Linked DNA regions of Mus musculus: region 1 is linked to region 2. A link is a contact called in public promoter capture Hi-C data. All regions are on one chromosome and are shown on one strand. Each heading gives the region's core, a stretch centred on a gene start, on an enhancer-like site or on the middle of the called end of the contact. The rest is flanking DNA. Distances are from core to core; before and after follow the strand shown. Region 1 holds the start of Hoxaas3 (Hoxa cluster antisense RNA 3). Region 2 overlaps Gm32479 (a long non-coding RNA gene).

The links. Promoter capture Hi-C pulls out the DNA fragments that hold promoters and counts their contacts.
Region 1: a promoter capture Hi-C map of liver shows a contact between it and region 2, with 3 times the contacts expected there. The contact joins the promoter of Hoxaas3 here to the enhancer-like site in region 2. A contact is called at or near these places in 2 of 39 promoter capture datasets (the C10 cell line and liver), 3 of 115 datasets of contacts at active chromatin or transcription factors (bone marrow-derived macrophages, embryonic hindbrain and stem cell-derived neural progenitor cells) and 2 of 9 other capture datasets (embryonic stem cells and macrophages).

Annotation. Positions count from the first base shown.
Region 1 is chr6:52,195,801-52,202,649 of GRCm38.p6, reverse strand. It overlaps Hoxaas3 (Hoxa cluster antisense RNA 3), which reads right to left and starts at 1,526. Exons shown (of 3, transcript NR_015611.2): 1 at 1,359-1,526. Hoxa3 (homeobox A3) reads left to right here. Exons shown (of 5, transcript NM_010452.3): 2 at 1,712-1,813. It overlaps Hoxa5 (homeobox A5), which reads left to right. Exons shown (of 2, transcript NM_010453.5): 2 at 1-896. The coding sequence ends at 69.
Region 2 is chr6:51,297,871-51,304,350 of GRCm38.p6, reverse strand. All of the region lies in intron 1 of Gm32479 (a long non-coding RNA gene), which reads left to right. Among named protein-coding and RNA genes, the nearest start is that of Gm32479, 7.7 kb to the left of the region's middle. Within about 2 kb of position 1,905, at least 7 of the 459 cell types and tissues checked have an H3K27ac peak or open chromatin away from gene starts, as enhancers often do. A contact at or near this core is called in liver, where this site is marked.

The DNA.
Region 1 (6,849 bases), core at 277-2,776, 900 kb before region 2:
AAGTGGAAAAAAGATAATAAGCTGAAAAGCATGAGTATGGCCGCGGCAGGGGGGGCTTTCCGCCCCTGAGCATCTGAGCGGCCAAAGTACTGAGCAGTAGTAGCCGGGCAGCTCTCTGTAGTGTCAGTACTAAGGTGACTTTCTGAAACTCCCCTTGTGTTCCTTCTGTGAAGAAGCCCTGTTCTCGTTGCCCTAATTCATCTTTTAATCATGAGCCTGTTTATTGCCATTATAGCGCCTGTATAAGTAGATCTGCTTCTGTTCATCTCTTTGTCCTGAATGGCTTTGTCTTGAAAAAAAAATAGATGTTTTAACTTATTTATATGAAGCAAGCTGTGTTACTTGAAGTAACTAAAACAAAAAAAAAAAAAAAAGAAAAGAGAAAAAAAAACTACACACACAAAAAGCCCCCCCACCTCGTTTAGTGCCAATGTTGTGTGTTGCACTTGAGTTCTTTAATGTGCATGTACGTGGAAGTGTTCCTGTCTCAATAGCTCCAAGCTGTTAAAGATATTTTTATTCAAACTACCTATATTCCTTGTGTAATTAATGCTGTTGTAGAGGTGACTTGATAAGACACAAATTAACTTGTTCAACGTGTAGTGGCTAGTGGCTCTGTGACGAAAACTGTGACTCCAAGCGGTGTGTCCCTGCGTGCCTTTGTAGGACCCTTTGCACGAACTCTGGAAGTGGCTCTTATAAGCGCAGCTTCAGTGATGTATGTTTTTGTGAAAAAGTTACAAATATTGTCCAAGTCTGGCTGTTTAAGCAAACTGTGATCAGCTTTTTTTTTTTTTTGTATTTGTTTTTAAGGAAAAAAAACACTGACTGGAAACAAAACAAAATAAACTTTCTATTGTAAGTTCTCTTGGTCTGATTTATGCCAAATAGCAAGCTGCTCTTTCTGCTTTTCTGTCTGTCCAATAGTACTGTAGGCTGCTGAGTCTGCGGCTACCTGGGCAGCCTGCCTGTTCATTGTGGCTTCACACCAACACCTTGACTCATAGCTTTCCTCACTCAGAACCATCAGAAACCTCAGGCCAGAAGAACATAGTGGGAAAAGCTGTAGGAGGTTCCAAAGCTTGAGTCCACCTTGTCCATCTCTGAGGAAACCAAGTTAACTTTGTACCAAAAAGGAGAGGAAGAGAAAGAGAGAGAAGCCAGGGCTTTGTTAGCCACACTCCGGCCCACATAGATCCAAGGCTATTGTAGGCCTTGTTGAAGAGGCTTCTCTGCCAGGCTGTAGACCCCAAACCCTCTGCCCACTAACCAACCCCAGCACTCAGTTCCCTCTACCCTTACTGAACCACTTGGCTTCTTTTGCTACAATTAATTTGCTACAAATGGAAAGTACTTACCCCATCCTAGCTCCACTGGGAAACTCCTCAGAGCAGCTAAAGCCCAACTAGAGATTTGCACATTTACTGGCTGCTTACACGGATGCCGTCTTTCCTTTTAAAAGTTATAAAACAGTAAACTTTATAAGCCCCAGTTCCGGCTATATGACATTTGGGTGCCAAATGAATAGGGTTTTGTCTATGAATTAGATCGTAAAATCATCCATAGCACAGACAGATCGCCTCACTGGCTATAAAACGTCACGTGGGGCCATTAAAGTAAGTTTTATGGTTTTGGGGAGTTGACATCCAACATTATATACCACATAACATATAATCTCACTAACGCTGGACTCCATTTGACTCTTTTGCAGGCTACGTGTGCTGCCTGGTCATTCAAAGTGTCAATTTTAGGTCCAGAAGTGTCCAAACCACAAGTTCTCAAAACTCTGAAAAATGGCTCCCTCCATGTTAAGGTAAGCTCGCCTCTTGAGTTTATTTTCACTCTTAAAAAGTTTCTTGTCCTCTCTTTCTGTCTGGCTCAGTATTCAAAATGGGAGAACAAACTTTTCCCTCTGCCTGCCTAAATTAGCAAAGCCAGAGCCAGCCTTGTGGAGGCTGCGCGGTGAAGAATGCCTGTGGCCGGCCGAGAACGGCTTCCCCAGGCCTAACTTTAATTGCTGCACAATCGTGATGTTAATGACTTCCGCTGCTCCCGCCGGCGTGCAAAAAGATGATTGTGTGTGTGTGTGTGTGTGTGTGTGTGTGTGTGTGTGCGCGCGCGCGCGCGTGTGTGAAAATGGGTCTGTCTGTGAAAACTTGGCAGCCCCGGGCCTTCTTTCTAAGGTTGGTCAGGCCCAGGCTCTTTGGGGGTCGTGGAGCTCTGGGAGTTGAAGGGACGCAGGCCACTGGAGGAGAGGGGTAAACTGAACTCGAGAGTTTGAAAGAAAGGCCCGGAAAGGACCGAGGCCGACACTGGCGGGATTCCTTGTGGGGCTGAGGCAATATGTCTTCGCAGGGCCAGGGTCATTTGGCAAGACTGAATTGAGGCGGGCAGCCTTTGGGCCTGAGTTTCAGACCGACTGGAGAGAGTGGAAACTGACTGGGGCCTTGGCTGTGTAGCAGGAGCAGGCTGCACCCACAGGATGTTGGGGACAGTGGGTCCCCACCTAGGAGGTACTCTGCTGTCCCCGCACCGGGCTAGGCCCAACCCTGTTAGTTCTTTTCATTTGACTGGTAGTGTTCTCACCAGCCTGTGAGTCTGAAGCAATAAACTTTATGGCCGGATTTAACTTTAGTCTTTGAATCCTCAGGGTAATTGAAAGGGGTTAAAGCGCTTTCTTTTCTTCCGCCTTGCCTGTCTCTGCCTCCCTTCTTTCCTTTCCCATCCCGGTCTTTGTAGGAATAAGACATCTATGCACAGGACCCTCAAAAGGCAGCTTAAGGGCTTCCCTAGATAACACTAAAGATAGAGAAATGTAACCCTCTCCAACTGCAGACAAATTCTCTCTTCTAAAACTGTGCCTAAAGTTTTAAGGGAAATTGAGGTGTCTTCAAATGCCCAACTTAAAAGTCCCCAGAGCCATTAGGTTGTTTTTCTTGACACATCATAAAGGGTACTTTAGGAAGAAATTACCCCTTTGTCAGTAGGAGATTTCCTCTTCTCTTTTGTTATTTGTTCTTTCTGTTTGATCCCAGGAAATTTACATAATCTATGTTTTCCAAAACAGTCTCCAAGATTGTACCAATGAGTGAAGTTAGGTAAAATATAAATTTCCTGGGTACAATTCCATCGGGGCCCCAGCCTCCCATGTGCTTAAGCCAAGCTTAAGTGGGAACTTTCTGGCCTGTCCTGGTGTCTTCTCAGGGTAGGTACCCACCAGAGACCTAATAAACTCCACCCAGTCCTGTCTGAGGAGCTAAGCCAAAATGTCCAACTGTGGTTAGAAAAACAAAATTAAGGACTCTTCTTTTTTTCTGGAGCTAGGTACTTTTCTTCAAGTACTACTAGTTGGTAAAGGTTTTTACCAAGTGCTTAAAGAGAAATGTTTTGAAGTGTTGATTTGAAATACCAAGTATTAATATGCAGAAGTCTCCTTCATTCAACATAAATCTACAGAAGTCCCAGATTCAGAGATCCAAAGAAAACAAAAACCTAGGACTTAAAAAAAAATCAAAGCTCTCTCACAAATCCCACTTTCCCTGACTAGTGGCAAGCTGATGAATGCATGGGGTTACTTTTGGGTGAAGTGAATATTGGTATTTGAGTATTCAGGAAGATGTGTCCACTTCCTTAGAAGGAACTAGGATAAAGCATTTACAGGGGTAGGTTCTTGTGATCTGCTGTGGCTAAGAATGATGGAGCCTTTGTTTTGCTGCTCCGAGTTTGGGTAGACAGTGTTGAGCTGTGGTTCTGTTTTGGTTCTGTGTCTGGTGATTTTGCTTGTATAATTTCTGGGTGGTTGAAATAAAGAGCAAAAGAAAGAAAACCCAAACAAACCAAAAGGAACAAGAGTCATAGAAATGCTGGCAGGTTCATGGTGTACCTAGGAAAAAGAGCATCTGCAGCATCCATTGGCCACACCCTGGGATGTGGGGATGGGTAAAAGGCCTGATGTTATCATATCCAACCAAATACATTCCTAGGGCTCTTTGGCACAAATTAAAAAAAAAAAAGACTATGAGTATTGTCAGCTTGCTTACTTCTGTCTCTTTTAATCTTCACAAGGATTAAGTAGAATTTAAGAGGGCAGGTCAACCCACGTGGAGTTAAGTGACTTTTAAGAAATACAGCATCCAGTCCCAACTGTGTGACTGTTATTGGAGGAAATGTTTTCTTTCTTACTATTTTCATGGGAAGCATACTTAAGAAGGTAGTTGGATATCTGTTCATTTTGTGGATTCTTTTGGGTCTTTTTTCTTAAAAGAGGAACTTAGAGAGGGAAAAAAAAACCCTCTCCCACTGAGGGCTTTATGAAGACATTCAGCTTCAGCTGGTGGCAGAAATCTGTGTGCTCTCTTGTAAAAGGAGAAGGTGGCAGAAGTGCGCAGGGCCTTGTTTGTTTCTACAAGCCAAAAAGAATATATCCCCTCAACTATCAGAGGAAGCTTCTGGTCACACTTAGGGGTTTGTTAGGGTTTCCCTGGTCTAATTTCACAACATTATACCAAGATCCTTTTTTCTCCTGTGATTTTCATTTGGTTCTGAAGAGGGAGAGAGAGAAAGAGAGAGAGAGAGAGAGAGAGAGAGAGAGAGAGAGAGAGAGTTTTCTAGCAGAAACAGTTGTGTTCATTTGGATAATGTTACATCCAAACAAGTACACTACAGAAGACTGGAGTTAGAGATGAAGACAACTCTCTCAGCTTCCAAGAGGCCCTTAGCATCTCCCCTTCTCTGGCTGGGGTCTACCCATGGCTTGCTCGCCCTAAAAAAAGCAGAGACTCTTAAGCTGCAGCCCCTTGGCTTCTAAGGGGGGAATTTTCTTCTAGTTAGTGACATCAGTATAAACAGGATGCCAAGGCAGGAGTGCCGGGTTCAGCCCAGGCTGAACCAAACTGGGGAGGGAGCCCACCGTCCTAGGCTCCAGAACTGAAAGAGAAGCCCAGATTTGTTTTGTTCGGTGTTTTCTGAAAAAAAGAATTTTGTCTTTCTCTGTCAGATCCCTTTCTCACAAACATAATATTTGTTATGAAGGTTACTGGGTAATTATTGCGATTTTGTGAAGCAGCCTTTGCTGGAGGTGAAGTCTGTCATCGCCTAACAAATGGCGTCCACGCAGTTCACTGCCGGGTTAAGTAAATTCAGAGAAGATAAATCTGCACACCCTAGGAATCGCCAGCAGAGCTCGCTTTAGTACAAGTTCACAGTCAACTGGCCTGCCTGGGCCAAGTCTCCCAACAATCAAGGCTGCGCCTTTATTTTTAAATAAAACAAAATCCACCCCATCCGCTCTGCCCGATTCCTCTCCTCCCCTTCTTTTCTTACACTTTTGTTTTCAAAAGATTCTCCAGTTCTCCCCTAAATTGTCCTTGTTAGTGGAGTCGCAGGTGAATTCAAATGGATCTAGCTCCTAACTTTTGACTTAAAAAAGAAGCAGGAGGCTGGTTTGACAGGGAACATGGTCACAAATACACACAAAAAATATACACTCCATCCTCTATTCCATCAGGCGGTGGTGAGAGAACTGCCTAAGATCCAGAGCGCCCCTTCCCCCTGAAGCTCAGTGCTGTGTATCTTTGTGGTTAGCACGTTACAACTGCAGGTCAAAAAGTTGAGGGTCAAAAGTTTACATTGTGCAGCACTCTTAGTCATCTGCCCAGACAGAGTTTGATGTCAATTTCGAGCTGCGATCTTGACTATCACCACAAAAGATAAAATGGCTCGGAGTGACGCGTGTATCACGGTGTGGACTCCAGGTGAACCCTGGTGGTTGAATGACCTCAATTACAGAGGAAAGGATAGAAAATTCCTCTTTTCAGGAGTAATACATGCTGTATTTCATATTGAATGATCCCTTCCATTCTGAGGGAATAGCAGCAGGTAAATAGGCATAGATTATCAAAACACCAAAACCTTAAACGCCAAAGAACCAAGAATGGTTTGTGGGTTTGTCATCAAATAGATATGCTTAGAATTCATCAGAGGACCATTAAAACCCAAGTATCAAGTTTCTAATGTTTCATTATGCCCCCTTTATATGACAAAAAGGAGAGTGATTCTGATTGGCCAGGGTGCTTGGGTTTTATGTTGTAATACATATAATAATCTCCAAAGTGTGGGAGGAAAGGGCAGATATCTTACAAAGTGTATTCTTGGCAATTTTCAGGCATAGACTCTGATCCTGCTCCCTAACTGCAATTCACCAAATGCCAAGATTGTCAGAGCAGAGAAGTGGAAGCCCTAAGGACAGGGATAGGATTCCTAAAGCCCCCACCACCAGCAAGCACATGCTCATTAGTGCCGCTATGTTCATGCTGCTGAAGTTTTTCTGTTATAGTTATTATTAAGCCACCGTGGGATGTAAGAGGACTGCTACAATCTGCCAGAGTCATGGTACAGACATAGGCAGGGAACTGCTGCTTTCCTGCATGCTATGCCATGTTGTAAAACCACGGCTTCTGTTCTCCAGAAGAGTCTTCTAAATAATCAGTGTGGAACAGGGTGGGGGTGGGGACGAGGGAGACTCAGGGTGGGAAGGCAGGCTAGGGAGGAGCTGGGAGGGTGGGAGAGAGAAGGAACACTGTATTCAAGAAGCAGACGGGGAATCATGCCTCATTTGTCTGTTGCAAATGAAGTGTTAACCAATATTTTATTTTTCATACATCTAGATTAGCTTTAAGTGTCTGGGTTGGACTCTATTTCCTAGGGAACATATTTTCCTTTCCTATATATTGACCTTCAAATGATCAAGGTAGGAAAACAATGGTGACAAAGATAAAATATTTTCCTCTTCTTAATTTTGGGAATAACTTAAGGGCTCAGAATGTCAACCTTGCAGGGATGTTTAAGACA
Region 2 (6,480 bases), core at 656-3,155:
CTCCTTTTAGATAACTCTAGCTTGTGTGAAGTTGACATAAAACTAGCCAGTACACTGCTAATTTAGTGTCTTACAGGTTGACTTTTCTCTAAGTCTCTATTCTAGAAAGTTCTATACACTTAGATCCAAGAAGGTACTGGAAAGCTTATAAATATATATTTTTGCACTTATAATAAAATTTACATATTATTTGTGGTTTGTGCATCAATAATAAATGAAAGTGAAATATATAACAGTTATTCATGAGGCAAGGTGGGTTTTGGTTGTAGTTGATGGATAAGGCCGATGTGTCTCTCCTCGTGTCTCCTTTAATTCCTAGCTGAGTTGGAGGATTGAATTGAGTTCCATACAGTGGGCTTTTGCTTCTAACATATTGTAGATCACTAAAATTTTCAAGCACATTTCTAATCCATAAAATACCAGCAAGAGGGTGTCAATACCCAAACCTCAACCATCTTGATAGTTACTGTGAAGAAAATGAGTTAAAATGTAGAAATAATTTCATAATTCTTGGAAATGTCTGTATAAACCCAAAGAAGACCCACTGTTGATGACTGATAGTCCTGATGACCTGTAGAAGGAAACTAGAGTATTCATTTCATATTTTGCTTTAGGGTAGATGCTTGTCAATGTGAGATTTGATACAAAATCTCTGGGTTCCCTGTAGACCAAGTGTGAAGACTCTTGGGAGTAAACTTGACCCAGGGTAGCCTCTGAACAGTATAAACCATTCAATTTCCAGCCTTCTCTGTGTTTAGAGGTTAGACTGATTCAGCCAAAAATGTGTCTATCTGTTGTGGCTCTCTGAAGTGGAAACTTAAGGGTTCTTTGGAAAGTCAGTTGGATAGTGTTTCGCTGGGGCAAACACATGAAGGAACATTTCGTTAAAGTGGACACTGGTATAGAAGGCTAAGGCAGACTTGTGAAGGAATGTTTCCCTGAAGGAGACACAGGAGAGAGGATGTTCTGCTAAAGCAAGCACGTGAAAGGACATATGATGAAAGATTCTTTGCTAACAAAATGGATGTATTGGTTCACCTTACATTACACAGTTGAGATGCACTTGTCAGGGCTCCATAGAGAGAAATGCACCAAAAAACGTTTTGGTGGTGTACGGCAGTTTCTTGCCACTTCTCTGGACTCGGGCTGAAAGACAGAGTGATGTCAATTGAGACAGACACATGCTGAGGCAAGCGCCATGGAGGATATGTGATGTTTGGAAGGTGTCTTAGTTAGGATTTTACTGCTCTGAACAGACATCTCTTATAAGGCAACTCTTATAAGGACAACTTTTAATTGCACTCACTTACAGGTTCAGAGAGGTTCAGTCCAGTATCATCAAAGCGGGAACATGGTGACATCCAGGCAGATATGGTGCAGGAGGAGCTGAGAGTTCTATATCTTCATCTGGAGGCTGCTAGCAGAATACTGACTTCCAGGCAGCTAGGATGAGGGTCTTAAAGCACACTCCCACAGTGACATACCTACTCCAACAAGGCCACATCTACTCCAATAGGAGTAGCACCTTCTAAAAGTGCATCCACAAACCATCACAGAGGATATAAATAGGACTTAATGGACAGTGACAGGGACTGAGCTAAGCTTGCTCATAGAGCTAGCTGTGCAATGCTTGTGGGTCTCGAGTCTTCATTGATCTTTGCTCTGCTGAGAGAGGCACATCTGAGAACTCTGGTTGACTTGAGCTAAGGCTGAGGCCTAGCTGTCATTGCTAGGTCATGCCAGCGCTGACGATTCATGTTTGCTATCCAAACTTTACCAAACTGGACTAGTGGGGTATCTGCTGCTGCTAACCTGCCTTCTTTTGGTGATGAACAGCAATGTGGGAGGTTTTGCTGCTAGCTCTTCAGCATGGTAGGGTAACTGCCGGTCAAAATGGTCTGTGATCTATTTCAAAATCACTGGGTGAGTTTAAAGTTCCCAAGAAGGACAATAAACGGTTGAAAAGTTGGAAGCAGCCACTGCTCTGATTTGATCGTTACACTTGTGGGTGTGTTGAATTACCATGATGTACATACCCTAAGACATGCAAATATTGCAATATCTCAATGAAGGGGTAAATAAAGAATCATCCGGATCCGTTAAGTAATGATGAGAGGAATGAAGGAGCAGACACATGGCTGCTCTGAGCATGGCCGTAGCAGGAGCTGGAAGGGGACTGGTGGGAACAGAAGGCCTTGGGCAAGAGTGGGGTCAGGTATCCAAGCCTCTGGAGAAGTCCAGGCAGCTGCTGTAAAGAGCTGGAGAGCAAGCGGTGACACTCAAAATTAGGGAGGGACTTGTAAATCACACAGATGGTATGGGTGCCGAGAGATAACCACACTGGTTATCTAGTGCATGGTTTCAGAAGGTAACTGAAGCTTTGGAAGACTGATCAGTCAAGAAAGTGCCAACCGTGTGACCATGAGATCCTGAATTTGGATCCCTAGCATCTAGGAAAAAACTGAAACATGGTAGCATGTGTCTGCAATCCCAGCAAAGGGGAGGCAGAGACAGGTGATCTCTGGAGTTGGACAGCCAACAGTGTAGCTGGCATGGTAGGCCCCAGGTTCGTTGAGAGACCGTGTCTCAAAAAGTAAGGTGGAAAGTAGTTGAGGAAGAAATCTACCTTGGGGTGGCCTTCTAAACGTGCTGTGTTTCCACTTCAGTATTTCTGTCATCAATGTAGGTGCCCATGCAGGGAGGGAGCAAATCTGCCCTGCTTCCCGTTTTCCCTAGAGGACAGCAACATTGCAGGGGACACTTGAGAGACTCCTGGGAAAGACCAAGCTTCTGTATTTAGTTTGCAGTAGTTGTTTGGTTGTTATTCCAATCAAGACATAATTCTTGCCATGTCCAGGGTCAAGGTGAAAAAGAAAAAGCAATACCTTCAGGAAAATAATGAAGGGAGAGAGAACTGTGTGGCTCCAGCCTGTCACCTTATGCTGAAAAGGAGGGACTGGACCAAAAGGGTCCCAGGCCTGGTGCTCTACCCCACACCTCTCCTGCTCTCTCCACCCTGCTTCCGGATCACAGACCTGGGACCAGCGCTGCACTGGCTGTTTCTTGTTCCCTCCCTGCTCATCTCTCTGCAGGCTTGAGCACCGAGCAGAGTTCTCAGTACTTCTGGCTTCCGACGTTGGCTGCTTATTCTGCTCAGACCTTGAGAGTGCAGATAAGAAAGCAGATGGTTGTGGGTCAAAGTCAGGGACACAGAAAACTTCACACTGGTGTACAGTCAAGAGTCAGAGAGTATTTCTGACATGACCACTTTAAACACTGGCTCTAAAGACTCAGCGGTCTGTGATTACCACACCAAGACCCCGTCTCTGTGAAGCTACAAAGCTGCTTGCAAAGACAATCACAGCCAAGTTTGACAGACCCCGGCAGTGGGTCAGATGGATGGGTCCTTCCTGCCGTTGACAGACATCTGGAGCTCTGAGCACGTGTTGCTACATCACTAAGCCACCTAATGACTGCCTGACCCAGGACTAATCCTGTGGTGGATAGTTTTGTGTCAACTTGACACAAATTAGTCATCTGAGAGGATGAAACCTCACTTAAGAAAATGCCTCCATAGGCTCGGGCTGTGGACAAGCCTGTGGGGGCTTTTTCTAGATTGGTGATTGATGGGGGAGAGCCTAGCTCATTGTGAGTGGTACCATCCCTGGGCTGATGGTCCTGGGTTCTATAAGAGAGTATGTTGAGTAAGCCAGAGGGAGCAAGCCAGTAAGCAGCACTCTTCTGGGACCTGGGATCTGCATTAGATCCTGCCTCCAGGTTCCTGCCCTGTTTGAGTTCCTGCCCTGACTTCCTTCAATGGTGAACGATGATCTGGAAGTCTAAGTCAAATAAATCCTTTCCTTCCCAACTTGCTTTGTGGCCATGGAGTTGCATTGCAGCATTAGAAACTCTAACTAAGACAAATCCTTCCTGGAGATTGGAAAGAAAAAGCAGAGTTCATAAACAAACAAACAAACAAACACCCTACCTCATCAGCGTCAGCCCCTGAGATTTTCGTGGGCACAGAACAGAGCCATTTTAGGCTAAATCATGTACTCACACAAAATGATAATAATATTGTTTTATTTCTGCTTTGTTGTTTCCAGAGGAATGTCTCAGTATTAACGAAGTAGAATAGCAAATATTATGCTTTCAACATTGATGTCAAAGATGAGCCAACACCTTGTCTACAGGACTAGAGACTACAGCTAAACTCAGCTTTAGGATGTCTCTATTTAATGCCGAAACATTTTAGCATAGATAAATATTATGGGTTTTTTAAATTGTTTTTTTTTTTTTAGACACGGTCTTACTATGTATACCTGGCTGTTGCTATATAGACCAAGTTGGCCTCAAATTCAGAAGCTTCTTGCCTCTGCCCCAAAGTACTGGGACTAAAGCTGCATTCAGTTTTCTTTAAGAAGCAGTTTCTCTTGACTTTCCACCCTCTGCTTCTTCCTCCTGCCCCTCCAGCTCATCTCCTCTTCCTCCTTGTTTTCTCCCTCTCCCCATCTTCTTTCTCCCCACTTCCTCCTGTCTCTGCCTGCCTCCCAACAGCTTATAGATATGAACACTGTGCCTAGTTTAGAGATCTGTTCTCTATGTCTCAAAATGGCTTTCATGACTCCAGGTAGTGATACCATTGGTGACATCAATGTCAGAAAAAAAGAATGCCTTTTAGTCTTATGCTCCCTTTAAAGAGAAAGGGGAACTCTTCCAGGATCTTGATGCCAATTATCCATTCTCATTGGTCAGATGGACATCTCTCTGTCTCTGTCTCTGTGTCTGTCTGTCTGTCTGTCTGTCTGTCTGTCTGTCTGTCTCTGTCTCTGTCTCTGTCTCTGTCTCTGTCTCTGTCTCTGTCTCTCTCTCTCTCTCTCTCTCTCTCTCTCACACACACACACACACACACACCTATCTAAACTTGCTGATGGAATGGGGTCCATGTTTGGATTAGATCTTTACTTTGTGGTCTATATATTATGTGTGATACATTACTTTCCAGCAACTATTAAAAAACAAAAAAAGATGGCACAGGTGAGATTAGTCTTACTAGGCTATTGTACTGACCCCAATATTTAAGTATACTATTTCAATTTATTGAATTCAAGTAACAGACTGCATCGCTGCTGCCTTTACCGTCCTTCTTTCCCATACTGTGCAATCCAGAGCTTATTTGTACTTGTAGTGCATCTCAGTTACAAATAGTCACATTCCAAGTGAGCAATAGCCATGCTGGGCTGGTAGCTTCTGCACTGGGTGGTACCTGTCAGCCCACAAAACAGACTGCCCTGTTATTTGGAGGTGTAGAGAAACTTTAATCCAGCAACATGGCTGCTCTGGCAAGGGATCACATCCAAACAGCTTCTAGGTCTGTGTGAAATACAGACATGCCTTTAACCTCAGGAGCCAGAGGCAAACAGATCTCTCTCCGAGTTCAAGGCCAGCCTGATACAGAGCAAGTTCCAGGTACAGAAAAGCTTAGGTCCAGTCATGGTGGTTCACACCTTTAAGCCCAGCACTCAGGAGTCAGTTCTGCTCAGTCGGCTGGGGGTCAGTGCAGTGCACGCAGTGGAGTGGAGTTGAGTTCATGAGGTTCAGTGCAGGTCAGTGGAGACAACTGACCAGAGAATAAGGAGGAGGCAGAAGATTAGAATAAATTGACAGAGTTAGTTTGAGGCCAAGCAGAGCAATTCATTGAGAATCCAGATTGAAGCAGTCATGTTGGAGTGGGATTTGAGCCTGAGCAGCTGACTTGAACCAGCCAGCCAGAGTTCAGAAAGAACCAGAGCGATTGAACTTATTCAAGAGTCAACCTCTGAGACGATAATTACGTCAGGGGAATAAAAGTTACTTTTACATGAAGGGACCTAGCCTCCATCTTCAGAGGACAGTAGACAAAAATCAAGGTTCTGCCAGCCAAGGAAAAGGACAATGGCTGGTTCATGGGTTCTTGACTTTCTTTCAGTTTGTCTCTTCCTGTGATAGAGGAAAGGTACTGTCCATGTGGTTAGCAAGAGAATCATGAGTGAGCCCATATCCCTTCTCTCCTCTTCTGTAGCATTGCGATTCTGCCAGTATCTTTATACTGCTTCCAAGACCATGGCTTGAACTGTCTGTCAAAATCCCAACCACATCTCGTTATATCATTGGTTTCTGGAATGTTCTTCAATAGTTCCCAGAGTGTTGGGTATATGGTCCAGATCTTGCAGTTCAGTGTATGGTAGCAGTCTCTGCTTCATTTCCTATATGCTTGGCTCTGGGTATGGAGAGCCATGTTCAGGTCTCAGAATGCTTTCTGATGTCTCCCTCCTTCTCACAAATCTTTCCTTCCTCTCTCTTTCCTGAAATCTTATTCTTGGGAGGGTTTTTGCCTTCTTCCACCAAGGTTGGATTAAATGTGTCTCCTCTAAGCACTCTGCCTCACATCCTCCTCTGATCTAGTGCTCTTCTGTGTGGACTCCCTTGTGTTGACTCTGC